2 separate regions of the Mus musculus genome follow, and region 1 is linked to region 2. A link is a contact called in public HiChIP or PLAC-seq data. All regions are on one chromosome and are shown on one strand. Each heading gives the region's core, a stretch centred on a gene start, on an enhancer-like site or on the middle of the called end of the contact. The rest is flanking DNA. Distances are from core to core; before and after follow the strand shown.

What was found. HiChIP or PLAC-seq counts read pairs in DNA pulled down with a chosen protein or histone mark.
Region 1: an H3K27ac HiChIP or PLAC-seq map of embryonic stem cells shows a contact between it and region 2, with 6 times the contacts expected there. The contact joins the enhancer-like site here to the promoter of Ggcx in region 2. A contact is called at or near these places in 1 of 39 promoter capture datasets (neural stem cells), 3 of 15 datasets of contacts at CTCF or cohesin (embryonic stem cells and stem cell-derived epiblast-like cells), 61 of 484 Hi-C or Micro-C datasets (B cells, the C2C12 cell line, the CH12 cell line and 21 more), 5 of 115 datasets of contacts at active chromatin or transcription factors (embryonic limb bud, embryonic stem cells and stem cell-derived neural progenitor cells) and 2 of 9 other capture datasets (embryonic stem cells and pancreatic islet).

Annotation. Positions count from the first base shown.
Region 1 is chr6:72,839,278-72,843,894 of GRCm38.p6, reverse strand. Kcmf1 (potassium channel modulatory factor 1) reads left to right here. Exons shown (of 7, transcript NM_019715.2): 7 at 765-2,781. The coding sequence ends at 1,026. Among named protein-coding and RNA genes, the nearest start is that of Tcf7l1, 53 kb to the right of the region's middle. Within about 2 kb of position 1,589, at least 13 of the 459 cell types and tissues checked have an H3K27ac peak or open chromatin away from gene starts, as enhancers often do. A contact at or near this core is called in embryonic stem cells, granulosa cells and induced pluripotent stem cells, where this site is marked.
Region 2 is chr6:72,411,969-72,416,599 of GRCm38.p6, reverse strand. Ggcx (gamma-glutamyl carboxylase) reads right to left here and starts at 2,292. Exons shown (of 15, transcript NM_019802.5): 1 at 2,151-2,292; 2 at 1,758-1,928. The coding sequence starts at 2,193.

The sequences.
Region 1 (4,617 bases), core at 340-2,839, 430 kb before region 2:
CTTGGTAGGAGAATGGCATGGTGGTCTGATGAGGTGACATAATCAACCCAGCAGTCTGATGTCAACCCCAGGCCTCACATGAAGGTGGGAGGAACTCGACCGGACGCCTTACATTTACTATGATGGTACATACGCATTTCAAACGAGAAAGCAAGCCAGCATGGTGGTATGAGCCTTTAATCCCAGCACCGGACACAGAGGTGGCTGGATCTAAGAGTTGTAGGTCAGGTTTCCTGATCTACCTAGCAAGTTGCAGGCCACCCAAGAAGACCCTGGCCCCCCCAAAAGAAATGGGGAAGAGTAAAAGAAAATGCTTTCTTGAGTCTTTGTGCATACCTGTATTCAGGAAGAGTACAGCGGGAAAGAGAAAGGTCCTTAGTGGTTTAGAGCTGCACTCGAATCAGTGCCCGCTCTGCTGATCCCAAGCCTCCAGCAGGCAGCAGTCGCTTGCTTGCTTTGTTTTGTGTTTTGTTTTTTCAGAGGAATTTCCACCAGGATTTTCTCCAAAGCTAGTCTGGCTGCCTCTATGGTTTAGTTTCTGTGTTTGCTCGTTTGTTTTGGTTGTTTATTTGTTTTGTTTTGTTTTCAGCCTCACCGAATCCACTGAACTCAGGTTTGAAACACAGTGTGGAGATTTATCCGAACATAACTCACGTGTTGAGGTCACCAAACAAAGCGTCCCAAGCAGACTATAGAACTTGGCCTCGCCGTTCATTATTCATGGACTTTTTACCAATACAGTCTTTCCTTTTTTACCTGTACAGGTTGAATGATCCCAAAATGTCTGAAGCAGAGCGCCAGTCCATGGAGAGCGAGCGTGCGGACCGCAGCCTGTTTGTCCAGGAGCTCCTTCTTTCCACGTTAGTGCGCGAAGAGAGCTCGTCCTCAGATGAGGATGATCGGGGGGAGATGGCAGATTTTGGTGCTATGGGCTGTGTAGATATTATGCCTTTAGATGTTGCTTTAGAAAACCTAAATTTAAAAGAGAGTAATAAAGGAAATGAGCCTCCACCACCTCCTCTTTGATGACCTCCCCACTCGAAGACAATGTCCTCTGTGCTGTATTTGCCAATGAAAGTGGACAACAGCTATCCTGGGTTTGTGTGGTGATTGTAATTTCAGGTCTGTCACTCTTGTTACATTGTGTACATTCAAAAGGAAGAGAGAAATATATATGATAATCATTTCCACTTAACTAATTTTTACTTCTAGCAGGTAAATGTAGGTAGCAGTGCAGGGTGATCTCTGCTTCCTGTACCTTGACATGCAAAAGGCTCTCCTAATACTCCACATTCAAACTGAAGAGGAAAATTGAAATCTCTAATGAAGCTGCTGTGTGTATTTATGAATATTAATGAATAAAAACTGCTTGGATGGTTTACCTAACTACTGCATGAGGTTTTTTGCAGCGTGCATGAGTTTCAGTGGCCTTGTTATTTAAAAATTAAATACAAGGAGTAAAACTTAAAAAAATAAAATTTAAAAATAAAAATAAAATACAAAGCCCAAAGCTTTCCCAGCGTTATCCAATGGTTACTGGCAGAGTAGCTTTTGAATAATGTCTGCCTGACTCACCCTTATCCATGTGCCTCCTACGCACAAAGCCAGCTCTGCAGTGGAACCCAGGGGGCCTAGCCAGCTACAGCGCTCCACTGTATGACTGTCCTGTCGCCCTGTTAACCAGTCCAGCCTGTCTCTGTCTCTTGTCTCACCAGAAGACACACCAGTAAAGGCGGGGTCCTCTGCAGGGCGACTGTGTGCCCTTTAGACAAATCCTGTTTGTGTTTGTTGGAAGTTTTTACTTTTTGTGGTTGTTTAAAATTTTTTGATTGTTAAACATGTTCATTCAGGTGTAGATGGATTTCATTTATTCACTGTTCAGTGCAGTTAACCTGAATTATGTTGTCTTGTTTTTTAAAATCTCACCACCTCAATCATACTTTGTGCCGTTTATGTGTGTGTGTGGTTTGCTGAGACAGATCAGTATCAGGGGAGCCTTCCCACACCTTACCAACCAAATTCTTAATGCTTATTTTAGCACCTTGTATTTATTGTTTTTCCCCTCCTGGCATAAAAAGTAAAGTTTTTTAATTGATTCATGCCACCCATATGCCTATGTTATCAATCCTGTGTGTTGAAAAAAGAAAAAAGTAGAGCTGCCTTGGTAGTTAGGGTGTGGAGGATGGGTGCTTTCTGTTTGTCTCCAGGTTTCACACTGGCTCCAGGGAGGGGCAGAGGCTCTGCGGGGGTGGGGCAGTTTTTGAAATGTAAATTTAGAACTTTTAAAAAAGATGCGCAGCTTCTGATCAATTTCTATGAGACTTAATCTAATCATGTCTGGCTCCGGCCCTCTTCCCTGTGAGCCGTCCGTCCTCTGTTGGTTCTCTCTCCCGCCATCTTGTCCTCCCCTCTGTTTTTCATGACAAGCATACAGACTTGAACACCCCTGGGTGCTGTCAAGAACTGTGAAGTCCATGGTCATCCAAATCTACCAAAAAAAGAAGTCACCCTCCATGTCTAAAAAAACTGTCGCTTCTCCTCGGAAACTTGAGACTCCACCAGCTTCCAGATACAGTAGCTGTTTTCTTTAGTCTTTGATGGAAATCTTCTGAAGGAACCGCCCTCGCTGGGCTCCTGGTACACCAGAGGTCAAGGCCGGTGGGGTTTTCTTTTTTTAATTGGTTGTTGAGAAGTTTCAGAAGTTCGTTTTCCAGCTGTGGTCATTTCAGACACATCTGCACCATAACTCACACATTTCAATAAAGCATTTTCAAGACTGTTGGCCACTCGAATTTCTTTGGTGTTGAATTAACCTGACCATCATTCAGAGGATTTTTTTTTTTTTTTAACATCTCTAATGCAGTTTTTTTTTTTTTTTTTTTTTTTTTTTTTTTGCTTTTTGTGCTAAACACAGAGTTACTGGTTTTGTGTGGATGTATAACCTTGGATGTGAGAAAGAATAACTGCCAATTGTGTACTTTCCCTCTTCTGCACAAATTCTGGGAAAACATAAGATCCTCCATTTTCAACATGGTTTTAGGGAACAGATGGAAGTCTTTCAGGGCAGTTTAATTTAGAAAATGAAGTTAACCCTTCAGAAGGCCTAGTGGTTCATAAGATTCCATCTCATGTAGAAAATTGTATATTAATTATTTTTATCAGATATTTTACAAATACCTCACCTCATCCTGTATGTAACCTATAATAATGTATTATTTTAGGGTAGAAAGACACAGATTATCAATATAAAATATATTTAAGCCCTTCGAATTCTTGTGTCCTTTTTCTTTAGTTTCTGAATCAACATCACATCATTGGATGTACTTAGTGAGTTCCATTGAGTCTTCAGGGAAGAGCCCGCTCCTGATGTGGAGTGTCCATGGTGTATATGTGGTCTTCTACAGCTCTAGCCTTTACTTCCTGTTTGGAAATAATTCTGCTCAAGGTATTCTAGAAGGAGCTTAATTTCATGATTGTAGAAATTAAAAAATACATAGGCATCAGAGTGTGTGTGGTGTCGTTGTGCAGTGTGTGTATACAGTCTGTTTTGCTTAGAGATGGGGTTAAATGGAGCCGGGCTATCCTTCCAGCTCACTAAGCAGTAGAGGACTTAATCCCATCTTCTTCCTGAGTGCTGGGATTACAGGTCCACACAGCTACAAAGTGGTGGGTTTTTTGTTTTGTTTTATTCTGTTTGGTTTTGAGAGGGTTTACCTGTGTAGCCCAGGCTGTCTTGGAATTAGCTCTGTAGACCAGGCTGGCCTGGAACTCGAAGATCTGCCTGCCTCTCTCTGCTCACTACTGGAATTAAGAGTTGTGAGCCACCACCTCTGATTTTGTAACAAATACTACTTCTGTGGCCTCTAAATATAGTTTGGGATAACTTATGCCTTCTCGGCCTTCCATTTTCCCCTCCTGACAGTTCTTGGTACTATAGTATTTCCTGCAGTAACTGGTAGGTTTTCACATGTCACCAAGCCTCTTGTGTCTGCTTATCTGGCACCATCTTCAAACAGAGTTGAAGACTCTCTGGCTGGGACCTACCTTTAATTCCCAAGAGAAGCCCATGCCTTTCCAGGAGACAGGTGGATAAGGAGGATGAAATGAGAGAAAGGAAGGGGAGTGGCTAGAGATGGAAACCTTGGGATCCCTGCAACTGAAGGGCTCGTCGGCTAATGCAGGTGTCACGGCTCTGCACCCCAGTATCCCTGGCCTGACAGAGCATCGGCCTTAATAGTTCCTAAACTAATCCATCCACTCGGTAGGGAAGGCCCAACAGCAATGTCGACTAATGCAACCATTGCATTTTTGTGTCTTTGTAGGGTGTGAGCCTCTGTCTACAGTTATAAGCACAGTTTTAGGGGTTTATGAGTTGATTCCGTGTGCAGTTTGTTTTTTGAAACTCTTCTAAATTGGTTTCAACTTAAAACAGTCCCCCTCGAGCCAACAAATACATCCACCTTGTTTTAGTTAGGTCTTTGAGACAAGCCCTCCCTAAGTAAATCAGCTGACCTTGAAGTCCTGCCTCAGCTACGCAATTGCTGATATCACAGCATACAGTATGCCCCACTTGGCTTGCAGAAAGCAGTGGTTATAATTCATAGCCTAGTCTTGTGC
Region 2 (4,631 bases), core at 1,043-3,542:
TTAGGTTCAGGCAGGGTTTCTCAATCCCGGGAGAAGCTGCAGTAGCCAGTCTGGTTAATTATCTATAGGGATATTTACCCGTTTGTTACAAGACATCAAGTGTATCCTGGTACCAGCACAAATCCCAGCAACCACCTATCTCTCTTCTCTGAAAGTTCTGACAACTAAAAAGGTCTCCAGGTTGCAAAATGGCCCCCAGCTAGAAACTGCTGGACTTAAAGGCACATCTTGGCACATCTGTAACCCTGTGAGTTGTCACCCTGGCTATTTCTCTGAATTGCTTAGTGTAACTTCTGAGTAGCTTCACGACATGAACAAAATGTCTCTCCTGTCAGGTGTCATGGTGTTTGTAATCCCAGCACTTGAGAAACAAGAGGAGCACTTAAGAGGCCAGACAAACCTGGTCTATGTAATGAGACTATTTCAAAAGCCAAAAAGAGCCGGGGAGATTACTCCATTGGTAAAAAAAATCAAAGTCCTTGTTGCAAGCGTGAGAGGCTGAGTTCAGGTCACTAGCACTCATGTCCAAAGCCTGCCTGGCATGGTAGCTACCGATCTCAGTGGCTGAGAAACAGGCTGACCCCTGGGGCTTGCTGGCCAGCCAGTCTACCTCAACTGGTGAGCTCTAGGTTCAGGAGAGAGAAACCCCACCTCAAAAACTACGATGGACAGTGGCTGAGGAAGACAGCTGACACCGACCTCTGGCCTAAACTCACCACATGCAAGCATGCTCTTGCATGCACACAGGCATGCAGCTGTTCCTCTACTCCATGTGTCCAAAGCATTTCTAAACACTAAACCCTAACTGCAGATGACAAGGCCAGATAATTCCAAACTTCCAAAGAATTCTTCCATTATTCCAATACCTTCAGCTCTAAGGAGAAGAGATGGGCAACTAGGCTGGAGAGAATGGCTCAGCAGTTATGAGAATGCAAATAATCTTCTTTTTATTTTTCTTTTTAAAAAAGATTTATTTATCTTATATATATGAGTACACCGTAGTTACCTTCAGACACACCAAGAGGGCATCGGATCCCATTACAGATGGTTGTGAGCCACCATGTGGTTGCTGGGAATTGAACTCAAGACTTCTGGAAGAGCAGTCAATGCTCTCTTAACCTCTGAGCCATCTCTCCAGCCTGCAACTGATCTTCCAAAGGAACAGAGTTCAGTCCCCATCACCCATATCAGGCAGCAACTACCTTTAACTCCAGCTCCAAGGGGTCCAACTCCCTCTTCTGGCTTCTACAAGCAAGCACACGCCTGGCCTACAATCACACAGACACTGCCCTGGTTAATCTTCGTCACCTAAAAACAAGCTAGAGGACCTCAACTAAGGAAATACCTCGAAGAAATTGGCCCGTAAGCATTTATGTGAGAGGGCACAGCCTACTGTGGATGGTGCCACCCTGGGCAGGTGATCCCTACTGGTAGAAGAAAGCAGGTTGAACAAACCACGAGGAGCCAGCCAGCATCTACAAGGTTCCTCCATGGCCTCTTCTTCAGTTCTGGTCTCCAGATTCCTGCCCTGACTTCTCTCCGAGATGGACTACAACTGTAAGCTGAAATGAACTCATGCTTTTCCAGGTTGCTTTTCATCATGGTGTTTTTATCAGAGTAATAGAAAGCAAACTAACACATACATACATACACATAAACAAAATAATGATAAATCTTAAAAAGAAATAAGATGACATTTTCCCACCACTACCACCACCACCTCAACCAAAATGTCCCCATCCAGAAAATGGACTTACCAAAGAGAAAACGAAAGACAGCCAGGTTTGCAGGGTCCGTTGGTTTGTTAAGCAGGGTCACGACACTCTGCCAGCTAGATAAATCTGTCCATTCAAACCCTAAAATTTTCTCCATTCGGCTGCCCTGTTTCAGTCCTGATGTCTGTGCAGACTTGTTTTTCTGTACTTTATCTACAAACCAAGACCTGGGGTCAAAAAGTGCGTGGGAAAACCGCAGTCCCTACAGTCTAGGACCTCCACCCACTGGGTTCTTCCACTGATCCAGCTCCTGCAACCTTCTGAGTCTCAGGTCATCCAAGATTCTCCTACGATCTTCCAACACAGACCGCCATCTCTCTCAATAAGCCACTTCCCCACTAAGACCACCGTGCCTCTCGCCAACCCTCAGCCTACCTGAGGCGGGAGCAACCAGTGCGGAGCCGCGGTGCACAGCCATGACTGCAGGGACAGGTGAGCCTCTCTGCAGCCAGGTCGGACCCAGTGGAACCTCCAGACTTAGACTTGCTGTCTTAGGCCCCGCCTCCTCGACACGTAAGCACTCGCGCGGACGGCCGGAAAGCGCCCGCACTGTCGTGAAGGCCGGAACCCCCGGCCCCGCACTGAAGCATAGGGGGCGTGGGCTAGGAGTGTGGGCGGGGCGATCCTGAGCCGAGCCCTGAGCTCAGAGACCGGGTGGGTATGAGGACCTTTGGGGATGGGCAGCGCAGGCGCTTGCTAAATCTAACTTTGGCATTGAGAGGAAGGAGTGACAGTTTTCAGAACAAGTGTCTCTCTCTATACTACTAGCTATCCCATCACATACTTGAACTTCAATCTCGACGCCTGCTTTGCTGTTTTTAGATTGGATCTCTTTTTGTAGTTTTCTCGCTTATGTAAACCAGACTGGCCTCAAATTCACCTGCTTCTGCTTTTGGAGTGCTGGAATAAAAACACTCACCACCATGCCTGCTTTTGAGACCGAACTAGCCTCGAACTCCCAGCAATCCTTCTGCCACTCTGCCTCTGTCTCCCACATTTTAGGATTTAAAAACTAAGAATTATACTTTCCTAATTTCATTGAGTCCTTCCCGAACCCCATCAGGAGTCTCCAGGTTTGAACATCCCGTCCCTGCACCCCCTCCCAAAAAGTCGCGAGGTGCAAAAGGGTAGACTTTTCTGCAGATGTGGGTTGGGGAGTTAAAGACGCACTTGGAAGGGGCTGGGGAGATGGCTCAGCATTTAAGAGCACTGATTGCTCTTCCATTGATCCTGAGTTCAATTCCCGGCAACCACATGGTGGCTCACAACCATGTGTAATGGGATCCGAGGCCCTCTTCTGGTGTGTCTGAAGGCAGCTACAGTATACTTATATACATAAAATAAATAATTTTTTAAAAGATTTATTTATTTATTATATGTAACTACACTGTAGCTGTCTTCAGACACTCCAGAAGAGGGCGCCAGATCTTGTTACGGATGGTTGTGAGCCACCATGTGGTTGCCGGGAATTGAACTCAGGACCTTTAGAAGAGCAGTCAGTACTCTTAACCCCTGAGCCATCTCTCCAGCCCAAAATAAATAATTTTTTTCCATTTTTTATTAGGTATTTAGCTCATTTACATTTCCAATGCTAAACCAAAAGTTCCCCATACCCACCCCACCCCCCAATCCCCTACCCACCCACTCCCCCTTTTTGGCCCTGGCGTTCCCCTGTACTGGGGCATATAAAGTTTGCAAGTCCAATGGGCCTCTCTTTGCAGTGATGGCCGACTAGGCCATCTTTTGATACATATGCAGCTAGAGACAAGAGCTCCGGGGTACTGCTTAGTTCATATTGTTGTTCCACCTATAGGGTTGCAGTTCCCTTTAGTTCCTTGGGTGCTTTCTCTAATTCCTCCATTGGGGGCCCTGTGGTCCATTCAATAGCTGACTGTGAGCATCCACTTCTGTGTTTGCTAGGCCCTGGCATAGTCTCACAAGAGACAGCTATATCTGGGTCCTTTCAGCAAAATCTTGCTAGTGTATGCAATGGTGTCAGCGTTTGGAAGCTGATCATGAGATGGATCTCTGGATATGGCAATCACTAGATGGTCCATCCTTTCGTCATACTTCCAAATTTTGTCTCTGCAACTCCTTCCATGGGTGTTTTGTTTCCTATTCTAAGAAGGGGCAAAGTGTCCACACTTTGGTCTTCGTTCTCTTGAGTTTAATGTGTTTAGCAAATTATATCTTATATCTTGGGTATCCTAAGTTTCTGGGCTAATATCCACTTATCAGTGAGTACATATTGTGAGAGTTCCTTTGTGATTGGGTTACCTCACTCAGGATGATGCCCTCCAGGTCCATCCATTTGCCTAGGAATTTCATAAATTCATTCTTTTTAATAGCTGAGTAGTACTCCATTGTGTAAATGTACCACATTTTCTGTATTCATTCCTCTGTTGAGGGGCATCTAGGTTCTTTCCAGCTTCTGGCTATTATAAATAAGGCTGCTATGAGCATAGTGGAGCATGTGTCCTTCTTACTGGTTGGGGCATCTTCTGGATATATGCCCAGAAGAGGTATTGCTGGATCTTCCGGTAGTACTATGTCCAGTTTTCTGAGGAACCGCCAGACTGACTTCCAGAGTGGTTGTACAAGCTTGCAATCCCACCAACAATGGAGGAGTGTTCCTCTTTCTCCACATCCTCGCCAGCATCTACTGTCACCTGAATTTTTCATCTTAGCCATTCTGACTGGTGTGAGGTGGAATCTCAGGGTTGTTTTGATTTGCATTTCCCTGATGATTAAGGATGTTGAACATTTTTTCAGGTGCTTCTCTGCCATTCGGTATTCCTCGGGTGAGAAATCTTTGTTCAGTTCTGAGCCCCATTTTTTAATGGGGTTATTTGATTT